Regions from separate parts of the Gasterosteus aculeatus genome. Here region 2 is linked to region 1. The links are chromatin contacts, called in public Hi-C maps. All regions are on one chromosome and are shown on one strand. The core of a region is the stretch at or near the end of the contact, and the rest is flanking DNA. Distances in the headings are between cores, read along the strand shown.

Region 1 (4,709 bases), core at 1,550-4,049:
CTCAGGGGCCCGCTGGCCCTTATGCAGGGACCCCATTGCTGTCTCCGGGGCCCAGTTGGAAAAGCAGTGGACAGGAAGGCGTGTCGGTGGAATCAGATTAAACCAGTGTAAAATAAACGGTATTTGGTTCATTAACGCGGTAGAAAAGGCGGCCTCCTGAGGCGTGTCCTTTATGCTGCTGTGTGTTTAACATACAACTGGCAGCACCAAGATGCTTTGGGTCAAATTGCTTATGAAATGCTGGAGCACGTGCTCCGTATACCAGAAATCCGTGGCGTCATTACAGCCGTACGGGACGTCCCACACCACGGCCACTAGTCAAAGGACGAGAGCACTCGTGTTGCTCCAGAGGGCTGTAGTTAAGAACAGAAACGATCACATCCAACATATTATATAACTTCTGGAGAACAATTCAATCCAATAATTTGTGGTAATTTGCGGTTTGTGTGTTTACATTCTTGGGGTTGGCATATCGGCAGGCGCTGCCGATGTTGTTAGCGTTGACCTCGGTGCACCAACACAATGTCAGCTTTTGTCTCCCAAAGGATTGAGTATGTTTGGAAACGATGGCGAGCTGCTTGAACTGGAGGGTCAAAGGTTCTCCACTAGACTTTACTATCACTTATTTACTATAGTTCAATGTGACACAAATTAGACTAATGGAAATGTCATTTTGGAAGACAAATGGATAATCTGGTTACAGATAATCATTTTGTTTTCCACAGTACCCTCTAGAAGGTATTTAAAGTGCCACACGCATAAATGTGATTGCCATATTTCTGTCCAGCGTTTATCTAAATTATTTCTTGGATATGACTATGTTTTTTACTTGGACTCAAATGCAGCACATGTTGATATAACATATATCAACAACATGTCAACATGTAACATTATTATTATAGCTGCCTTCATAGTAATGAATAACACAGACCAACAAAGCTGTGCAATATTTCAACATTTTATGTGATGTGTGTCTTGCATGTGATTGGCTTGTAAAACAGAAACTCCGCCCTTTTCCCATGAACCACTCGGAGAGGAAGCCTGAAACCTGAGTCAGTTAATAACTGGCTCCATGATACCAGTTACCCAAGACCACCCATCGTCTGTGTTAGTGTTTCATTATTTCATACTGGCCCAGCCTTCGGGGTAATTGGACACATTTTGGGTCTGGTTCTCCTCGACAATCTGCCAAAATGCCGCCGTTGTGTGAGTTTCAATGTTTTGCCGACCGGTTCCCAGGATTTCTAAATCCTCTGGAGTAATGGAATGTCTTTTTATTTTTTATTTAAATTCCTCCTGCAATATGTTGTCTTATCTGTCCATTGTCTTGCTGCCCAATGTTATGCACTAAGTCAAATTCCATGTATGTCTGACATATTTTGGTAATAAATGTCGCTGATTCCTGATGTTGAAACCTGCCAAGGCCCCAGAGAGAGACAGAGGTGGCAGGAAGGTTTTGTAGAGCAGAAACGTGGCTTCCAGAAGCAGGAGGAGAGCATCTGTCTGCTGGTCAGTAGGAACAGATGACGAGCTGGTCGAATGCTTTAGGTTATAGGTTCAAGTCCCTGGAGACACAGCTCTGAAACGGTTCATCGTGAGTGAGTTGTCTTGTGTGCGCGTGGTGAGCACAGATTTTATAAATCAGTGTAGTGTGTTGTTATGCGTGGTCTTTTAAATAGTTTGCAGCGGGCATTAGACAGCAGAGCACGTGAAACCGGGGAAAGGTTGCTTTGACTACGAGCCAATGGAGGACTGCGGTGTGTTTATTTATGATTACATACAGTATATACGAAGTTGTTATTTCTCTACCTCCTATTGTTTACTTGGATTGAACCCTTTAATCTGCCGCTGTCGCTCCCAGGTCAGAGTTGTTTATTTCCAAGAAGAAAGGGAGAAAAAGAAAGCACAGAGAAACATTTTGTCAGTCAGCCTCGGGGCGAGCGCCAGTCGGCGGGCTTTAGAAGTTAAAACGCCTCACTTTTAGAGCTCATGGGGCGCTGGGAACGGCGAGGTCGAAGGTCAACGCAGAGGAAGTTTAATAAAGAAAGAAAGGGAGGGCGGGATGTGCTACAGGGAGGGCCATTTGATTGATTGCTTCCTGTCTGCTCTCTCCATGTTCTCATCCCTCTCCACGGCGACGGCTACGCGTCCACTCCAGTCCCTCACATGGGTGTTTATTAGGGAATACGTTGCCATAGCGATCAATAAAATATGGGAAAAGATTAAACAGACACGAGTTGTTACAGTAAAAGCACTCTTTGCTGATGAATTACTGGGCTTTAAAACTATTACACAGCAGTATATATATATATTAACTGATACCTATAATAAATCTGAGAGTTGTTAAATTCATAACATGGAGCAATAAAATCATTCAAAACAGACGGGACACTGCAAATCGGACAATGCAGCCATTATGTGTAGTGTGTGCGTGTGTGTGTGTGCGTGTGTGTGTGTTGGGTCAACCTGCGTCTCCCTCACTTTTTCTTCTTGCGTTCTCCGGGGTGAAGCTGCTATTCAACACATTCCTTTGTTTAACCTTCTAATTGGAAGACGTCTTGAAGGAGAGCAGAGTCTTTCATGGCATCACGAGTCTGATCTCACCCACACAAACACGAGCACACACACACACACGCACACACACAGACACACACAGTGTATTCTCCCACGGCGGCAGAGAGAACGGGAAGAAAAGACGGAAGACAAAAAGATCAAATTATCAGCTACATTTAATTACCCACAACCCGGCAGGCACAATAGAGGGCTAAATCCAGATTTGTCTGCGCTCAGAAGAGAGAGAGAGAGAGACTTTAGTCTCACTGGAGCTCTCTCTTTCTCTCTCTCCTCACCCACAATCCTTTGCTGCAGAGTGCGTTCCCTCTTTTTTCGAAAAGCATCGCTGCAGAGTGAAGTGATGACAGCTTATCGGATTAGGCATCGCAGGATAATAAAGACCCTTGTTTGAGTCCCCCACCCATACTCCTTAAATATGATTACTGCTTACTGTTAGCGGCAACATGACATTAGAGCGTGCCGCGTGGCGGCGGCGCACACATTAGCATAATGTTTGCAGAGACTGTAAGGAGCGACGGCTGCGGAAGGGGAGGGAGGCGGAGGGACGCAACGAGTCTCCATCTTTCTCTCTCTTCCCCACGTTTGTCCTGTTGTCACCTTTTGACCTTGCAGCCGCTCTCTATGCTCTCTGTCCAGGGACTTATTTTCTCAGTGCGTGCTAGTTGCTCAGCTTGCGCATGTCCACTCCCTCCTCCAGGATGTCTCACTTAACTAAAAGAGACCAGAGTTGACTAAAGGCCTAAATGGAGCTCTGACCTCTAGTCTGGTCATCGTGTCACATCAATCTCAAATGGAACTTTCATTCTTGTGGTATCAATAGTTTTACCGTGGCAGGCCCCTGTTGCTGCCACGGCAACAAAAACCGGGTCCAAGGATTCTGGGATTGTCCGCTGTCATTATGCAGCGCACGGATGCACAGCGGGTTTCAGTCGAAGCCCAATGGCAGCACGATGAAAGCGGGACCAACCAATAAACACTTTGGGGTGAATTTGCATACGATGCAAACAGCGGCAACCGAAGCGATTCTCTGGGCAGACAACGCGGCACTGTAACATTAATTATTCATCCCCGGTGGGCCGAAAGTGCGCTGCACTTATTTCCCACACTTTTTTTCAATGTTTGTGTTTTGATAATAAAACAAATTAAAACAAATTAAGCTCCCCGCATGTTTGTGCGCTGTGATCACGTGATGACATGAGTAGTGAGTCGTTATACCAAGATAGAATCTACCGACATACGACTTACGAGCTTATTGTCCATGCATGTGTGTCTCAGCAAAAGTATTATCAGTGTGTGACTGCAGTGTTTCCCCTACCATTAAAACGGGGGGCGCCTCCCACCCTGAAATACCCCCCCTGAAAAAGTGAGAATAAAAGAAAAAACTTTTCCCCCCTCCCTCTCTGAGCCGTTCGCCCAACAACCGTGTGCGTGTGTGTGTGTGTCGTGTGCTGTAAAAGTTGCCGCCACTCGCTGAACTCGCGACCTCGCGCTGAACTTCCCTTTATTCTCATTCATCGAGCGTCGCGCTGAGCCTGCTAGCGACATTAGCTAATTACAGCTGGGCTGTGTTGTCCCCACAGCTCCCGTGCACATGGATGGACCCGCACACGCCTCTAATGCATCAGTGTCTAGACAGACATTGCCTGGATCGCTCTTTCTCCGGAGACACAGACACTCATTTGTTGTGGGCCAAAGATGAGGCCGGCACTCCGCTCTGCGGCTCGTTCGTCGACCAATTGGCGTGTGCGTGGCGTCAGCTGATTAAATGGTCATCGCACGCCAATGCCGTTGATTTACCCCCATATATATTTCTTTGCAAACACAGGTGTCTTGTGAGAGAGAGAGAGGGAGAGGAAGATGCTGTCAGCATCCTCTCGTGGGAGCCGAGGTCTCTATTGTAATTCAGACCTTTTACTATTTAGTTTTGGTGCCAAATGTGTTACGGCGCCATATGCCATAAAGTATGTGTGTGTGTGTGTGTGTGTTTGGAAAGCCCCGACACACCCAGCTGGTCGCTGCAGCGTTCTCACCTGAAGTCTTTTGGTGTGTTGGCCGGTTTCTCGACTTTCATTCCACGAGCCGAACCCCGAAGGATAAGAACACGAGCGCACCGAACAGCTCAATTTCACGGCGGC
Region 2 (5,184 bases), core at 1,201-3,700, 59 kb before region 1:
CAAGCACAACAGGGCAGATGCGGATGACTCAGTTTTTTTGAGAAATGAACAGGGACACTTTTTGATCATGGCCGTTGGAACCAGTTGGATTTTAAATTGCGACGCTTTGTAATGTTTTATTTCCAACTTGTTGAGTCGGACCAACCCCATCAAGACTCACAATACCAGATGGTTTCTCAGTGCATCGAAACCAAGCTGTGCATAAGCTTAACATAGGGTAACCTGACTTAAACTGTCCAACTTGTTGGACTGGAATGCGATTGACCCAGGTGTGACGTCATTCCCAGCTCAGACTTCCGATTTCTCAGGCAAATTTAATGCAGCATTAGCGGAAAGGATGTTCACACACACAAATGCACAAACACAGTAATGTGAGCAGCGCAGGATTATATATACATAACCGCATCCTCTGCCTCTGCGGGAAACCCGACACCCCATTGCCCCATATGAAAACTCTCTAGTCATCACTAATATGGGCTGGAATATCATCATTTATTATGCACCAGGAGACCGCAAAGGTCATAGCAGAGGCCCAGGATAAACGCCAGTCCTGCACATGAGAAGAAATGATGGCGCTTGAACAAACACCAACATTGCATCGTCCTTCATGGTGCACATCAACATGTTTCCCCTGTTCCCAGAGTCCCCTGTTGGGTTTTAAAGGGTTACAGTGGAAGTTCCACAGCCAGAGATGGTTTTGATTTAACCAGTTATATTGTGCATTTGTGAACAACAACTTTTCTTACTTACGATTTTGTGTTCAGATCTGTGTGATGACATCAAGGCTACATTCAATTCAAATTTCCCAGTGGTGATTGCCAGGATCATGACACTGAAGGAGCTAAATGGAATCCAGTCCCTGTTAATTGATGAGTCATGATATGCTGCGGTGCTGAGGATTTAATCCGAATGGAGAGACATGGACAGAAACATGGCTGTGGCCAAATATTTGACATGAAAAGAGTTGTTACTTGGTGTAAAAATGGTGAATGTGCACCAACTCCCAAAAACGAAGAGCTTCCTGAAATGCGCTCAGTCTGCGACGATTCTGCAGCTGCGTTGATTACCTTCATCAGACCCACTGACAAGGTATGATAGTTTTGGGGAAATGGTCCAATATAACAAATAATGTCGGGAGCTTGTGGTATGTAGTTTAGTAAAACAATACTAAACCAGTTACTTTTTGATATTTTGGCCACAAGGGGACCAAGGAGTTGCATTAACTCAATAAAGTGAAGTGTATTGAGTTATGTTAGCTAACGCGTTGGCTAACTTCATTTAACGCTAACGTTACAGAACTAGTTGCCATGAAGCAGCTTTAGCATCCAACGGGAGTTTTTGTTTCCATACTAAATTCAATATTTATTCCTAATTCTTTTTTTTTTTCCTCTCCACCAACTCCTTTGAGAAATGCTTTTGCCCTTTTAGCAATTAAATGCTCCTCTATGTTTCTAGCTAACTCCCAGCTTTGTTTGCTCTCTGGTGGCTTTAACGTTAGCATGCGGCGCTATTATCAGAGCTTCTTCACTGCACCACAACAACAAATGAACTGTTAATGCAGTGTTGAATAAGCATATATTCACAGCCCGCACATTCAGTCAACTTTTGTACAATTAGACTTTGTCAAGTTTGCCTTACATTATTGTAATTGATAATTATTTGAGGTACGAGTGCCAAAGGTGCTGCTACTTGAGAAGCATCGTGTCCGGCTGAGGCAGAAAACAATGTGCAGGTCAAAGCAGACCTCTGAAGGCCGGTCTATAACCTCACCTCGTATTTGTCCTTTTCTACGGTTGTACAAAGCATCTCCCCAGAAGTCTCCCTTTTCCCCTTTGCAATGATTTCGGGAAACGTACATTTAATCCGCTCCAACGCGAGTAAACGTGAGTAACTGATCAGATCAGAGAACACCACACACACTTTGCTGATCGGTTTTATTGATAGTTTAGTTGGTTGTGTTACACCTTTTTATTTAAAAAAAAAACGGTCCAATCTGCGATTCTTTATATTTGTGGTCGCTCAAGTCTGTTCAGCTCTATTTCATCCATGTCAAGTTCCCATTGCCTTATAGAAATAACATTTGTTTCAGTTTACCCACAACCTTGTTACATATTTTATCAGAACGTTGCTTCAATTTTGGGTGAATAAACACATTCACAAACATCACGAAATAAGAGGCCTAAAACCAGGACAGTGCCACTCTGCGTGCGTTATACGATGACAACAGAGACCCATCGGGCTCGACAGGAGCCGCCTTCCATCAGCGGTGTGACAAAGACTCCAACACACGGCGAGAGACCCTCCTCGGGCCCGATGCCGCCACCTACGCGCGCCACCGCGCGGTGCGTGTGGCGACCCGCCGCTCCACCATCCACCGCCAGGGGGCGCACTCATGTCACTAACCTCCCCGCCTCTCTCTCCCTCCCTCCCTGTCTCTCTCTCTCTCTCATTCCCTCTACCAGGGGATGCCGGCGTCTACCCGCAGCTCTCCCCTCATTCATGCTGATCGCTGCTGTCCTGCGCGCACGGAACTGCAGAGCTGAGCCTGGACACCGGTGCTGCTGCTGCTGCTGCTGCTGCCGCTGCTCTCTGACAAGCCCGCCGGGAATGGAAATGTCTTCTGCCGCAACTCTGACATCTTAAAAAGACAAAACATGCCAAGGAGGGCGAACGCGAAGGGCGGTTTGAGCAGTAAGTACAGGCAAACTTTTTTTGGTTCGTGGTTGCTTGTCATTTTGGGAAAAAAAAAGAAGAGAATTCGTCCCTTATCCGAAATGTCGGTGACATTCCTGCTCTCCTCCTCCTCCTCCTCCTCCGACCCTTCCCTCTCCATCCCGTCCACCGGTGTCTCTCTGCGGTGTCACGAGCACACGCGGAGCGGGTCTGCGGCTGCGGGAGAAATGGGGCTTTCTGTAGACGTTCTCTTTTATTTCACCTTTGTGCTTGGAAACATCGCAAGGCTTGTTTTGCGCACGGAAGCAGCCGCACGCACGAGGAGGTTTGCGCATGAACACCAGCTCCAAAATGTCGTTTTTTTGTTGTTTACTTGGAATTGGCCAAGTTGTGTGACGGTGACGGATCGCAGTTCCTCACAGGAAAGGAACTGCGCATTGTGGAGGCACAAGCGGCCGCATGAATAGGCTGTTTGTGTCTCCGCGGGGGGGGTGTTTTTATGATCTCCCGCGTGCCTGAGCTTTACTGCTTGGTGTGTTTGGTGCATGTCACATCGCGGCAGTGCCAGAGGAGCAGGTGTAGGATCGTTAGCCAAGACGCATTTGATTAAACCCGGTGTCCATGTGAGCAACGCTGCATCTGCGCCGGAGACGCGATTTAAACTTGAACGCACTCTTTGCGCCAGTTGCGCGTGTGCTTGTGCGTGTATATTGGTGCATGTAAGCGGTCCTAATGTGTCATGGTGTGCGCGCGCGTGTGTGTGTGTGTGTGCAAGTTGGTACCAGTGTGCTTGTTCAGATGCAACATGCACATCTTTGAATGTGTCTATTGGTGCATGTAACGTTAGTGCTTGACCCGCGTGTGAGTGCATGTAGCTTGGGCGTGTGTGTGCGCGTGCTCCTCACCAACCCACCTACTCATCAACACACAGACACAAACACACACACACACACACACACACACACACAGATCGCTTTGGATTCACATCAACATGCCCTGACAGTTTTGTGTCACCTTATGCATTTTTGACGTGATATGCGTAGGTGAGGCAGACGGGCTGATTCTGAGAGACTACGGGCACCAAGCCACCGGTTTGACTGCCAAAGCACATTGAAAGAAATCTCACCAGGTTGTGTGTGTGTGTGTGTGAGATGAAAGAGTGTTCCTTTTGCATGTTCAGAATCTCCTCTCATCTGCTTCTCTCTCCCTTCTTATCTCTCTCCTCTCTCTGAACCCCGCAATAATGCGCGCGCGTGTGTGTGTGTGTGTGTGTGTGTGTGTGTGTGTGTGTGTGTGTGTGTGTGTGTGTGTGTGTGTGTGTGTGTGTGTGTGTGTGTGTGTGTGTGTGTGTGTGTGTGTGTGTGTGTGTGTGTGTGTGTGTGTGTGTGTGTGTGTGCGTGTGTGTGTGTGAGAGAGAGAAACGATGTGGGAGCTAGAGACGTGTGGAGGGGGTAAGAAATCCGCCCCCCCCCCCACACTCTGTTGAGCGCCTGTGTCATGATGTGCCTGTGCTGGGGCTCGTTGATAAGGATGAAACCCTGAACATCACCTCCACTTTGGGGCTGCGGCGTGACATCCGAGCTGACTGACTGCCCGCCTGGTTAAAGTGACACGATGACAACGGTAGAACATACTGGTTCCTGTTGTACCCGCTGACACGTGCTGCGTGTGTTCGCCTGCCTGTAACCTCGTGACACGGTTTGTTCTCAAAGTCTTTTATTTTTAATTTCTTCTGGCGGGTTATCTTTTCTTCGCGCTCTCTATGTTTTCACCTTTGTACCCTGTAACCAGGGTTCAGTCATATTTAAAGCAAGTTCTACAGTGACCAGATCTTCTGTGGTGTTTTTCTGATGTTCCGGGATCGACTGATGCATAAATTACTGCAAGGTCCGACTTTTTATGAGGGGGGGTATTAAGATAAACGGCCTCAATCTGAGTTCACTGTCGCCCCAAGTCTCCTCCTTCTGGAGCTTCCTCGGCAACGCATCACAAGTGAGAGTAGACTCCGTCTCCGGTTTTGGGCAAACACTTGCACGGATGGGTGGGCGGTTCCGCCCGGTGTCGTGTCAGTGGCTCAGGCCCCAGCCGAGCTGAGAGCCGCCGGCGACCGGGACGCACCCAGCGGTTCTGTTTGCTTTGAGCCGCTTCATACCTCAAGTGACTGTGATGGATAAACGGAGGAGGAGGGGTGGCAATAGAAAGCCAATAAACCAGATTGAAAGCAGTTTGAACTGATTCCCATTTGAGAAACACCCCCCACGACAAGGGTCCTTCCAACGTGGCCGTGGATATAATGAAACGGCCATTTGGCCGAGGAAGGAGGAGTTGTTTTTATTCATTTATTCAGTGCGTTGAAATGCTGCATGGCCGAGCAGTGTTGGAGCCACACTCTCGCCTATAGAGGCTGACTACAGACTGCCAAGTAAATTCATATTAAATGGCAAAATACCAGGTTTAATCCCTCAGACAACACTAGTTGTTTTAACTGCTCTTGGAAGGCAATCTAATTAG

The links. A called contact is a pair of places that touch in the nucleus more often than the background predicts.
Region 2: a contact with region 1 is called in a Hi-C map of skeletal muscle, with 3 times the contacts expected there. The contact joins the promoter of LOC120829387 here to the enhancer-like site in region 1. A contact is called at or near these places in 2 of 6 Hi-C or Micro-C datasets (both in skeletal muscle).

What each region holds. Positions count from the first base shown.
Region 1 is chr2:17,317,326-17,322,034 of fGasAcu3.hap1.1, reverse strand. All of the region lies in intron 3 of LOC120829387 (plexin-A1), which reads left to right. Among protein-coding and RNA genes, the nearest start is that of LOC120829387, 58 kb to the left of the region's middle. Within about 2 kb of position 2,799, at least 1 of the 9 cell types and tissues checked has open chromatin away from gene starts, as enhancers often do.
Region 2 is chr2:17,375,411-17,380,594 of fGasAcu3.hap1.1, reverse strand. LOC120829387 (plexin-A1) reads left to right here and starts at 2,450. Exons shown (of 33, transcript XM_078085495.1): 1 at 2,450-2,691.